2 separate regions of the Arachis hypogaea genome follow, and region 1 is linked to region 2. A link is a contact called in public Hi-C data. All regions are on one chromosome and are shown on one strand. Each heading gives the region's core, a stretch centred on a gene start, on an enhancer-like site or on the middle of the called end of the contact. The rest is flanking DNA. Distances are from core to core; before and after follow the strand shown.

Region 1 (6,873 bases), core at 2,043-4,542, 340 kb after region 2:
AAGGGGAATCTACACAGATTCAATTCTCACCAAGTGCTAACCCAACTTGGCAAGGGGAACTAATCCTAGTTCATAAACCCAGATTACATCAGAAATCAGTGGCTATTATGCATCACTTGCCTTTTCTCTCTTGGCTTTTGAATCTCACATAATTGCCTTTTTCAAAACAGAAAATAACGCAAGACAGCCATAACATAAAATCAGAATTAAGCTTGAGTAGAAGAAAGAGATTTCAGCTCTATGTTAGAGATGGTGCTCTGAATATGTGTGCTCTCTTCCTCAACTTCAAATGTTGGAGTGAAGCTTGTTATATATCTTCAACTTGGCTTCATTGTAGCTTCATCCTTTTGCTTGTCCTTGCTGCCCGTTGTAGCTGGCACAGCTAGCAAGCTGTCCTTCTTCATCCTGCTCCACTACTCCTGCTGCTGGAGGAGTTTGTCCACCACCTCTGTAGTCCTTGGCTTTGTTTTCTTCCTTGGCATGCTCTCCTTTTTCTTCCTGCTCCATGATCTCTGCCATACGAGGAGCTTCACCCATTACCTCTGCTGCTTGTGCATGTTTGTGTTTTGCTCTCCCTTTTCTGAAATTTTGCTTTACTGTTTGTCCTTGGAGAGGTGAGAGTGTCCCAGCTGTCCTTGTTGCTTTATTATACCAACACTTGTCCTTTTCCTTTTCCAGCTGTCTTCCTTTAGCTTTTAGTAAGACATATAACATAATGGACGTTGCTATGAGGATGAGCTTTGGCTCATTGTTGAAGCACTTGTTAAACTTAGACTGAAACAATGTGAACTTGGATACTTTGGGCCTGCATCACTAACACTCTCATTAAATAATATTGGACTTTTCACCCAAAACAATGTTTGTCATCACAACTTAACCCAAATTCAAACTAGGCTCAACAAAAATGAATATGAATCATGTTTAATTTGATTTATTGGTGAAGGTACTTGGAGTTTATGAGTGGTCTCCACCAGAGTTCTGGCTTGTTCCCAATTTCATCTCTGTTCACCCAGGTATATATATCTCAAGATTCATAATTTGTTATTCTCTTTTCTTTTTTATTTTTGGTACTACCATTTAATTTCTCTAAGTGGTTTTAACAAATATTGTGCCAGGGAATATGTTATGCTACTGTCGCTTGGTTTATATGCCAATGTCATATTTATATGGAAAGAAGTTTGTGGGTCCTGTCACCAATTTAATCACATCTTTGAGAGAAGAAATGTACAATAAACCTTATGATCAAATCAACTGGAATAAAGCTCGAAATTGTGTTGCTAAGGTTCATTGAATATTTATTTAATTTCTAATAATGATTAATACTCATTTAAATATTGTGCTTTGTGTCATGCATGCAATTAGGTACTATTTATTTTGAGAGAGTATTGAGACTAAAACTAAGGAATTGGATTCAATATTGTGTTCGATAATTAAATATTGGAACTAAAATTTCAGTTTTAGAATATAAAATTTAGTTCTTTTAGTATTTTTCAAAAATAGAATATAAAAGACTAAAATTTTAATAATATATTTTTTAAAATATTTATATTTAATTTTTTAAATTTTATTATTCTTCAATTTTTATATTTATCTTAAATTATACTCATTAATTTAATATATTTTACACCAAATATAATAAAAATACTCGATTTAATCTATTTTTCAATCTCCTCCTAATCTTATGGTCTCAATTTTTCTTTCAAACGCTGTCTTATATATTTATATCCCTAATTAATGTTATAATGACATACATGATACAAATATATATATATAGGAGGATTTGTATTATCCACATCCTTTAATTCAAGATATGTTATGGGGATTTCTTCATCACGTGGGAGAGCCTTTGCTGAATTCTTGGCCCTTTTCTAAGCTTAGACAAAAGGCATTAGAAATTGCAATTAGTCATGTTAGATATGAGGATGAGAATAGTAGATACCTTTGCATTGGAAGTGTAGAGAAGGTAAATAAAATAATCTTATATTTTATTCATTTACAATGCAATAATCTTATATGAATAATTGAAGGAAATGAAAATCATGACATAATGCAGGTTTTGTGTTTGATTGCGCGTTGGGTTGAAGATCCTAATTCGGAGGCATACAAACTCCATTTAGCCCGAATTCCTGATTATTTTTGGCTCGCCGAAGATGGCTTGAAAATTCAAGTAATTATTGCTTTTTTAAAATAATTTTGTTTAATTATACTCAACTCTGTATTTTTCAATAATAATGTAGTTAATTAATATTAAAGAATCAATTTAAATTGATTTTCCAATATTGGTATAATAACTAACTATGATTCACTGTTTTCTTACGCCATTAATTATTATAATTATTTCTTTTTCGTAATTTTAAGGTAATTATTGTAAAATTTTTAAAATATTAAATTAAATTAAATTATACAACAAGCTGTAAAATATAAAAAAGTTTTACACTAAATGAAATTTAAAAAAAATTAGTAATTAATAATTGTTCTTCAAAATGATGTAGAGTTTTGGTAGTCAAATGTGGGATGCAGCATTTGCAATCCAAGCAATACTTGCTTGTAATCTAAGTGAAGAGTACGGTCCTACACTTAGAAAAGCTCACGATTTTGTCAAGGCTTCACAGGTACGACCAATTAATACCTATTAATTAATTAATTAATTAATTAATTAATGTTTCTTCATTATACATATCTATACTATATGATCTTTGAAACAAAAATTACTATTAAAAGAGACTTTAATTTGAAATTGAAGGTTAGTGAAAACCCTAGTGGTGACTTCATGGGAATGTATAGACACATCTCAAAAGGTTCATGGAATTCTCAATGCATGACCAAGGTTGGCAAGTCTCTGATTGCACAGCTGAAGGATTACAGGTTCATACAAATTCTGTCGAAATTAATCTTTTAATTTATATTAGATATATAATCAATTATATATCATGACCTAATAATTTAATTTTTTTTTAGAATAAATAATTTTATAATATAATATTAAACAATGACATAAATCTACACTAATTGATCACTTATTTTTATTTGTAAATTTTTCACCTAGTACATAGTTGAGTTATATTTTTTTCTAATACAATAATATATGATTAGACAGATGTTTAAATCTTATATTTATAATATATTAAAATTAAATTCATTTGTAATTGCATTAAACTAAAGAGAGATGGGAGTGTTTTTATCATTTGTTTACGGGTCAGAGAAGAAAATAGTTGGCTTGTTGTAATTGGGTCATATGGGCGTGTAATGTTTGTACTTGTTCTTGGGCCTGAATGAATGGTTGTATTTTTATTAGACGCCTGCACAATGAACACACACATCTCATTTATTTTCGCGTTTTCAACCCAAAACTATCATGTTGGTCATCATTTATTATTGTTATTTTTTTAAAACCCAAACATCTCCTTCTTGATGACAAACATTAGAAATAAATGAATTGAAATTAAAGGAAGAGGAGTTTTATGATGCTTCTCTTTAATGTTTCAACTTCAGGTTAATCTCCCCATTTTTTTCGTTCAGATGGCTTCTCCTGTGTACTTTTCTTAACATGTAATTATTAATAAACAGGCATCTATATGCAGAACTTATAATCAAATCACTTCCTTAAAGCATTGAACCAGCATTTCAAAAACTATCAAGCTTCAAAGTTCATAATGCAGCATCAACCAATAAGAAACTGTTAAACAACCAATAGCATCAAACAGATAGTCTACAACTTAATTAATTCAATTTATTTTTATATTCACTTTCTCTTTTGTTATCAAGGAGGTAACATATGTCCTGCATAAAATGTTGTTAGGTAGAAACAGTCATCAGTTCAAATTTTTAAATCCCATCAATCAGATTACAATCATCCAAATAAAGTAAAGAGTATAAAAAGATCATAACATAACAACAAAAACAATTTTAAGCAACAACAATAGAAACAATGGACTAAACATCAGATCCCTTATCCTTGGATTCCAAGATCTCTTTATCTTTTTTATCAGATTGCAATGGTTCCATTTCCAAAGAGTCAATATACTTAAGAAACACTTCAACTCGGCTTTGAGATTTTCTCAAGAAATTTTCATTTTGAATTGTCAATTTTCTTGCTTGCTTGCTCAAATTAATCAGCTGTTTGGTCAAATTCACAAATTCTTGGTCTTTCACTACGCCATTGACTAGATACTTGTTGGAGGAGGATGTGCCGTCAACTGAGGGAGGAGGAAGACTTTTATCTTCTTTTTCTTCTATGACAATGTCATTTTCATTTCTAGTCCCTTTTTTCTTAGATTGTTTTACTGGACCACCGCCTTTTAGATAAGAAGTTCTATTATCTTGTCATCAATTAGATCAACACCAAAATGTTCGAAAAAACAGGTTAAAAATATACATTTCGTAAGAAAATATTTTTGTCACTACGGATGCAATCGTACATGTGACACATCATTAAGTATGCAAAAAGAGATTTCAGCTTTGTTAAGAATGGAAAATAGAACTAAGGTATCACAGAGAGTAACTCTTTGATAGGAACCACTTTGAAATAAGAGAATATGAGTGATGATATGATGCAGCTGGACTCTAACAAGACCTAGAGATCGGTGTAGTGGTTTGTAGTGACACCAACCATAAGAAAAATGTTCACATCTATTGACCAAAGCATCTTTGTATAAAATGTCCAGATCATTATTCCACTTACCAAAGGTGTAAATATTTACACCTAGGTCATTATAATATAGGGCTTTACTGATTGAATCTTTGTTTAAATAAATTCCATGGCCACTAACATATGAATGAATATTTTTTTTATGATAGTACATGTTAGCATAGAACTCTCGAAACAATTCAAGATAAACTGATTTTATAATTTTAACAAGATTTTTCCAGTCTAGGTAAACAATATTTTCAACAAAATTCAAACTTTTTTTAGCCAAGACATCTAAATAAGCCAGGTATGTTAAATGTAAGGGGCGATTAGACACAATAGACCTGTAAAATTTGAAGTTCATGCTTGAAAAGAAACAAAATGGGTCAAAATGAGAATGAGAAAGGTTGCCAAAATCAGTTGAAATCGACAGGATCAAAGTCATAAGGTTCCTTTTCAGATTGAAGAGAAGGTCGACGATTACCTTTGGTTGAACGGTTTGATGAGGCTTTAGGAGCAGAACGTCCTTTTGGACGAGAAGAAGATTGAGGAGGAAGAGAAGACAAAGGTGGTTCTTCCTTGGTTATAGGCTTCTTCCTTGGCCACATTTGCCCTAAAAGTGCCAGCATTTGGAAGAAGTGTTGATGGATGATGAGAGGTTGCTTTCGCTTGAGTCATTGTCTCTGAAATAGGTGAGGAGTGTGATGAAGAGTGAGAATGAATGTAAATATGGGTGTGTACTTGATTCTTTGGAGGAGGATTTCTAGGTGGAGGGTTTGCTAGAGAACCTCTGCAGGCTACCTTCTTTCTCATTATAATAAACATCGATAAATTCAGTTTTTGAGAATAATGGAAGCTAGACGAGGAAGATGAGCGATTTCCGATAAGTAATTAAAATGAATACTTATTTTGAAAACACAAAATATCTTTCAAAATACTTTGAAAAGGTGTTTCAAAAACATTTTATAAATATATGGAAGTAAGCATGTGAAAAGAGAAGTAAAAAAAAATCTTTGGGAATCTAAACATAATTTGACTTGGTAAAAAATATAAAAACAAATATTTTGGATTTATGATCAAAGGTATGATGAGACCTAATTCATAGAATACAGCTTTTTTTAGCCCAATGGTGAAGTTTAAAAAAACACAAGGGACCTCCAAAAATATTCAGCTTGACCCATATCAAACAGAAGGTAATACTCAGCGTTGATTAAGGAAACTTAGAGGGGTTCATCATTTGTCCAGTTTTGTCTCCTTTCGACCTGAGAGACAAAAACATAGAAAAATTCACCATCAAGTTAGTTTAAGGATTCAACACAAATAATACCCAAGGTTATTCTCAACTTGCAAAATCTGTTTTTAGACAGTGGTTTAGTAAATATATAAGCAAGTTTGTCATTAGATCTTACAATTTAAATGTCAATGTTTTTCTTTTGAATGTGTTCTCTAATAGGGTGAAATCTTACTTCAATGTGTTTGGTTCTAGAGTGCAAGTTGGGTTTTCATCTATAGCAATTGTGAACAACATGAGGATGCGGCTATGTATTCAGCTTCGGGTGTAAATAAGTCTACAGTAGCTTGTTTCTTACTTGACTACACATTTAGTGACTGTCCAAGAAAATACTAGATTTCAAATGTGCTTCTTCGGTTTACTTGATCACCGGCAAAATTTGCATCACAATAATCCACTATAACTCAGCAGATTTAGGATACCATAAGCCAAAATCAGATGTGTCATTTATATATCCAATGATCCTTTTAACGACTGAAAGATGGGATTCTTTAGGATACGATTGGAATTTAGAATAAATTTCAACATTTTGAACTATATTCGGTCTAGAGGAAGTGAGATACATGAGTAAACCGATCATTTTTCTAAATCTAGTTTCATCCACGACTTTGTCATTTTCATCCTTTTCAAGTTTAGAATTTGGATGCATTAGTGTGCTCATTGGCTTAGCATTTTCCAAACCAAATTTTTTTACCAACTCTTTGGCATATTTTTCTCGGTGCACAAAAGTGTCACTAGGAGTTTGTTTGATTTGGAGTCCAAGAAATAATGTAAGTTCTCTCATTCATACTCATATCAAAGTCACTAGTCATTAATTTGCTAAAACCAGCACATAAAGATTTATTAGCCAAGCCAAAGACAATATTATCCACATAGACTTGAACCAGAATGAAATGATCATTAGATTTTTTGATAAATAAAGTTGTATCTGTGGTACCTCTTAGAAAACTATTTT
Region 2 (7,145 bases), core at 3,878-6,377:
ACGAGATTTCATATATCCGCTCTTTATACTATTTTTAATCAATCACTAACTTTACAGTGTACTAGTTAAATTGTTAATTTTTTGGTGACTAGTTAAATTATTAATTGATCTATGTAGACCCAATTATACATGCATGTGATAAAAATCCACGGATATGTAGTTTATTAAATATGTTGACCATGTCACTAAAAAAAATACGTTGACCAAAAAATAAAAAAGGGTTAAAATATCTTGGTAAACAATATTATATTGGTGACAAAGTGGTCAAGTTTCGCCAATGTGAGTTCCTTGCGGAAGTGGTCAGAAAAAGAACTCTCAAAAAGTCACAAGAAATTATAATTAAGTCAATATATGCCAGCATACCAGATTACCAGGATCTCCACATGTTATTTCCATATCTATTATTAATATTTAATACTATCAAAACATATCATATAATATAGAATAAATTATTATTTATATCCATAAAAATTTAACACGCTCACAAATATATTTATACAAAAACAAAAGTAAACAAAAGTGATTTTATATTTACAAAAAATAGATTTTTATAAATAATTCTATTCAAACTCTAAAAAATTATTTAAAATTTTTAAACGGCCTTTTATTCCTCCACATCATCTCTCACAACAGACTTGATCCTAAATCTGTTGGTTTGGCAATTCAATCCACCGTATTCCCTTTTCGACATTTCTGTCTCTTCTCAACAACCTCTTTCTCCTCTCATCGTCAACATTAATAACATCCTTAATAAAGTTTTTTGAATATTTCAAATTTCCCAAATTTTCCAGCATTTCTCACTTCTTACTAGTGCCACTTACGAAGGGCATAACCTTCCTCCGATTTCATCTTTGTGGGCGCTGGAAGCATTGGTTCATTTGAGATGAAAATATTGTCATCGTGGTAGCCGTTGTCGTTACCATTTTTTGCTACATGCACCAACTCGAAGGAAGACTAGGAGTAACTTGGATCTAAATCGCTGAACCTGAAGATGTCCGGTGAAGTAGACGGAGAAGTGTGGTCAACAACGAGGACATCACTGCCGGAGAAGCTGGAGTAGCCGCCGTATCCGGAGAAGTTGTCTTCGTCGGCATAGTTTTGGTGGTGATCGGAGTCGATCGCCGCTGAAGGTATCAAAAATAGACATATCTTCTGTCTCTATACTATTTTTGTTCTCTCTCTCCCTTCTGTACAAACATGGGTGCTTTGTTTGCTTAGCTTAATTGAATAATTGTATTCAAAGAAAGAGAGAGAGTTACTGTTAGAAATTAAAACGTTTATTTGACAAATAAATATTACCAACAGCGATGGTGTTTAGTTTCCTAGCCTCACTCACCTCGTCGAAGTCCTAGTTCGTCAAAGCCTCTACAATGTTCATATTTGTGTTTCTCAATCGCGGGTTCTTTTCTCCTTCACTTTGATTTTTTGTGTTACTGATTTGTAGGGTGCCTGATTTTTTTTAAAGTTTGATTTTTTTTTTTATAATTGATGAAGAGGATAATGAGTCTGGAGAGGAGATAGATGAAGACAAGGAGGACGATGATGATTTTATTGAGGTACATGAGATTGAAGACAACGATGATGAAGATGGAGTTGAGTATAACGGCAACGAAAGTGATGGTGATGTTGATGGCTATGGGATAGCAAAGGATGAGAACGGTGGTAGAGACGTAGAGTTTGGAATTGGGGGAGAGAAGATGGGAAATAAAATTAGATTATATTTAAAGGGCAAATTGAAAATTTTAAATAATTTTTTAAAGTTTGGATATATTTGTATGTAAAAATTTATTTTTTATAGGTATAAAGTTACTTTTATTTTTTGTGGATACATTTGTCAGCATTTTAAACTTTTATGAATAGAAATGATAATTTATTCATATAATATAATATGCATATATAAAAACTCTCATATATATATATATATATATATATATATATATATATATGTAATTTGCATGAGAATGGGAAAGATAAATTTAATTTGTACACCTATAATTATTATTAGGGCGCTACTCACATAAAGATGCCAAAAACATCTTATGATCAAGACAATAATATTTTTTCAATAACTATCGAACGGGTGTTCTAAATTTTAATTAAGCAAATATCATTGTATTAAACTAATCGGTTGAAGTCTTGTTAATTTGTAAAAAGATTGATTTTGCGATTCATTATGCTCATTAATTTTATATTGTTATTCAATTTTTATTTTATTTTAAAATTTAATAAAAGTATTTTTTATATAATCAAAATATTATAAAATTTTAAAATATATTCATTATTTTTTGAAATGATATTTTATATTAAAATTAATAAAAAATATTTTTATTGAAATAAAATTATAAATTTCGAAAACATGTTCACCATTCTTTTAAAATTATATTTTTCACTAAACTTTACGACACAAAAATTATAAATTTCTAAAACATTCTCATCACCCTCTGAAATTATACTTTGTGGTATATTCCATAAAAAATGTGTCAAAATAAAATGCTATATAAATTTAAAAAATATATTAATTATTCTCTTAAAATGATATTTTGTACCAAATAAATTTCTATAAATACACATCATTCTTTTAAAATTACATTTTGCCCTAAGTCTACAAAAAAATTTTTTGTGTCAAAATAAAAGTTACAGATTTTTAAAACATACTCACCACTCTTCTGAAATTATATTTTACACTATAATCAATACTAAAAATATTTTTTATTAAAATAAAGTTATATATTTCTAAAAATACTATTATTCTATTAAAATTATATTTTGTATCAAAGTCTACAAAATAATTGTAAAAGTAAAAATTTATAAATTTATAAAACATAACCATATCTTTTCTAAAAATATATTTTAGATCAAAATTAATTAATATAAAAAGTATTTTTTATTTTACATCTAATTTTAAAAAAAATAAAAAAGATGACCAATGAACATTGTGATCCGTTTTATTCCACTCCATGTAATGAAAACAATAATAAATATTATTTACTTAATTCTTTTAGTTAGTCTCTTCTTGTTGGAACCGAATAAAGTTTTAAAACTAAATACTTAATTGGAACAAAGGTAGTATTTTTCATTCTTTTAAGTTTTATAATTGTTAGTCAAAAAATATTTTCGATTAAGATAAGATAATTCGAAATATTAAAAAGATGTTAGGATGGGAACGAAAGTCGAAATAATGCACATGCATACATTTATTAGAAGTTATTTTTACACATATTCGATTTATATATCTTGAAAAATCGAATAGGTATTCAATTGAAGAATCGAACGGAAGTTTAAATAAAGAATCGAACAGTTACACTAAGTAGAGAAATTGAAGGCTGTTTTCAAATGAGGAATTTATGGATAACGTTTATCAGCAAAAGAATGGGAACAATTATTTGAGAATGTGCATAGAAGGCAGCACCATGCAATTAATGGTCGGTTATAGAAGTAGATTATAAATATTAGCAAGTTTTAGGAAATAAGGGTTGGAATCTTTCTTCAGAAATACACTCAAGCACATTCACATCCTAGAGAATTTATGAGTCTGCATTTGAGTTTAATTTCTGCAGGGTTCCTTCCATTATCTTTATCTTTTTTATTTATGATTCTTGTAAAACTTTATCTTTCAAGCAAATTTATGTTTAAGCAATGTTTAATTTTCGTATTTAATTTACATTTCAGTACTTTTAATTTTTATGTCCAAAGTTCTTTGACCGCATCTTTATTACTTTCTTTAAAGTTCAACGCAACCCTTTTTTATTTTAGTCAATTTACTTTTTGAATTCTTTGTTTTTCACTTCTTTTATTCTTTTACAAATTTTAATTTACCCTTTATTTTAATACTCGTCTAATTCAAGACACTTTGATACACTTATAGAAAATTGGTACCTGCAAAATAGGAGTAAATTTTGTTCCCAAACTATTAGATATCGAACCACCATCGATTTGCTAAAAATCGACAAAACAATAACATATTCAAAGTGATACTTCTATTTATCATAAATAAATTGTGTTCATATACATATTATTTTTAATATAATTTATAGTGCAAAATATAATTTCAAAAGAGTGATGAGTATACTTTAGAAATTTACAACTTTTTACTTTTAAGAAAAAAATTATTTTCTATAGAATTTAAGCAAAATATAATCTTAAGAGAATAATGGATATTTTAAAAAATTTATTTGGTACAAAATACAATTTGAGAAGAAAAATTAAGATTTTTTTTTAATTTATAATATTTTATTTTGACAATTTTTTTTAGAATTTGTCACAAATTATAATTTTAGGGAGTGACAAGAATGTTTTAGAAATTTATAATTTGTATGCTTTGAATTTTTTTTTTTGTAAAATTTAGTGAAAAATATAATTTTAAAAGAGTGGTGAGCATGTTTTTAAAATTTATAATTTTATTTCAATAAAAAATACTTTTTATTAATTTTAATACAAAATATCATTTCAAAAAATAATGAATATATTTTAAAATTTTATAATATTTTGATTATATAAAAAATATTTTTTATTGAATTTTAAAAAATAAAATAAAAATTGAATAACAATATAAAATTAATGAGCATAATGAATTACAAAATCAATCTTTTTATAAATTAACGAGGCTGGAACCGATTAGTTTAATATGATGATACTTGCCTAATTGAAATTTAGGACACACTTTCGGTAGTTATTGAAAAAATATTATTACCTTCCGCAAGTTATCTTTAACGTCCAATGTGAGTGGCGCGTTATTATATACAGAAAGTTAATATTACAATTTAAAAATAATTTACACCGTCTAACAATCAAAATTTAACTATTTCACCCTCTTGGATACATACTATATAGTACATAAAGTTATTCTCATAAAATTAGTTTTTTTAAAAAACTTAAAAACGGATAAAAAAATATAAAAATAATTATATTTTTAACTTACTTTTTTGTAGAAGAGTTTTTTTTTTAAATTTGTTTACATTTTTACATAATTTTTTATTTTTATTTATTTTATATTATTTTTTTTAAAGAAATAATAAAATTAAAAATCCAGATTTTTCAATTATTAAAATTCTAATTAGATGTCATAAAATTATATCTTCCATAAATTTAAGCAAAAAGCTAAGAAAGAGGCACATAAATAGATTTAATTTCTCTTATAGATACATAGTCTAAGAATCAAAATTTAATTATTTCACTCTGTTGCATAGTGTAGTGTATATTATATAAAGCTACATACTCTGTGGTTTCATCAAAAGAGGTAGCAACAGAGGGAGAACTGGAGAAGTAAAAAGAGATCAAACAAAAACAGAAACATACATAGTAGTTGAAGATGTGGAAGTTGAAGATAGCAGAAGGAGGAAAGAACTTGGTTTCAGTGAACAACTTCATAGGAAGACAACATTGGGAATTCGATCCAAATGCAGGAACACCACAAGAACGTGCTGAGGTTGAAAGGCTACGCCAAGAGTTCACTAAAAATAAATTTTCCATCAAACAAAGTTCTGACCTCTTAATGAGGATGCAGGTAATTTTTCAATGGTTTGTATCAATGTCCGAAAGAGTTAGAGTTCGATTTTTGTTTGTTGTGTATTCCTTATCCATCCCTTATCCATACATCATGCCAAAACTCCATCTTCAATTTGCATTGTAGCCCTTCAAAAGAATACATCACTAGTTCTGTCTCACTTTCTCTTAAGTTGAAAATCTCCCCTCATATATATCAACATTTTTCTTTAAATTATTACATGGAAAAACCACTTCATTCCTCCCACAACTCACATTGCACTTTGTTTTAACCACCACCACCACTTAAAAAGTAGCATTACATTCTTTAATGATTCATTTGTAAGAAAAATATATTTTATACCGTTATTTTTTATGGTTGATTTTTAATTTATATAAAATTTGCATGTATTTTTTTTATTTATTTTATACTAAAATCATTCTTTTAAAAATAATAAAGATCAAATTCTGAAATATTTTTGTCATAATATTTTTTTATAATATCGTAAACCTACTTATTTCAAATATTTAAATAAATAAAAAATTATCCATAAATAATTACTTATCTAAATATGAGCACATATCATATATTATGTAAAATACTTTTCATGTTTACTATATCAAATTTGAAATAATAATAAATATATAGTAAAGATAATAATGCATTATAAAAATATTATTTACACATTAAAATTAATTACCAAAATATATTTTTATATAAATATATATGTAGTTTAATTTATTTTTAACGTGTATTTTATATTTTGTATTTTAATACGTATTCTACACAAATAATTAATTTTAGCAACTGATTGTAATGTACACCTAATATAATTGAATGCGCATGATATTCCAATTAAAAAGTTTTAGCTTATTTTTATAAATAACAAATTTCATGAGTTATATGTAATAAATGATCTTTTTTAAGAAATATACCGAATCTCTTCCATGTCCCTATTATTATTATAGGAAAGCTTTCAACTATAAGGTAGTAGGAATAAGTAGATATATATATTAAGGGAAGGTACGAAGAGTCAATAGAATACTTATACAATACGTACAATAAAAATTTACGAAATATTAGAAATATAACTATTATCTTTTTTCATCAGCTAAAATATAGTCAAATCAAGTATTATTCTTCTTCTTCTTTTTCTGCCAACTTCACATTTACAATAATAAACAATTATTGCTATGACTCACTTGATCACTTCACTTATGACTCTGGTCATGGGGTGGTTGAGTATTGACAAAAATTGAAATGCATTTAACCGGTGGCAGCTCACAAAAGAGAACAGATGTGGAGCAATACCAGAAGCAGTGAAAGTGGGAGAAGAAGAGAAGATAACAAAAGAAGCATTGATTACAACAATGAGAAGATCTCTCACTTTCTTTTCTTCTATTCAAGCACATGATGGTCACTGGCCCGCTGAATCTGCTGGCCCTTTATTTTTCCTTCAACCTTTGGTGAGCTTTAGTATTTTAATACTACAATTTTAGCCTCTATGCTATTTGCTATACAAAGTTGTTATATCGGTAGAAATAATATAACTATTTATATTTTCTTCTCTTATCAATTTAAGTTTGTAGGATGAATAGTTTTATGATATGGTATTTTCAAAAGATCTAGAGTTCGATTTTAGTGAATTCCAAAAGTAAAAAAA

The links. Hi-C and Micro-C count contacts between places; a contact is called where the count stands out from the background.
Region 1: a contact with region 2 is called in a Hi-C map of leaf, with 5 times the contacts expected there. The contact joins the enhancer-like site here to the promoter of LOC112801977 in region 2. A contact is called at or near these places in 2 of 8 Hi-C or Micro-C datasets (leaf and an unstated tissue).

The regions. Positions count from the first base shown.
Region 1 is chr5:93,513,364-93,520,236 of arahy.Tifrunner.gnm2.J5K5, forward strand. It overlaps the pseudogene LOC112803769. Among protein-coding and RNA genes, the nearest start is that of LOC112804702, 31 kb to the right of the region's middle. Within about 2 kb of position 3,293, at least 1 of the 3 cell types and tissues checked has open chromatin away from gene starts, as enhancers often do.
Region 2 is chr5:93,169,707-93,176,851 of arahy.Tifrunner.gnm2.J5K5, forward strand. It overlaps LOC112801977 (lupeol synthase), which reads left to right and starts at 5,128. Exons shown (of 17, transcript XM_025844950.3): 1 at 5,128-5,503; 2 at 6,763-6,948. The coding sequence starts at 5,309.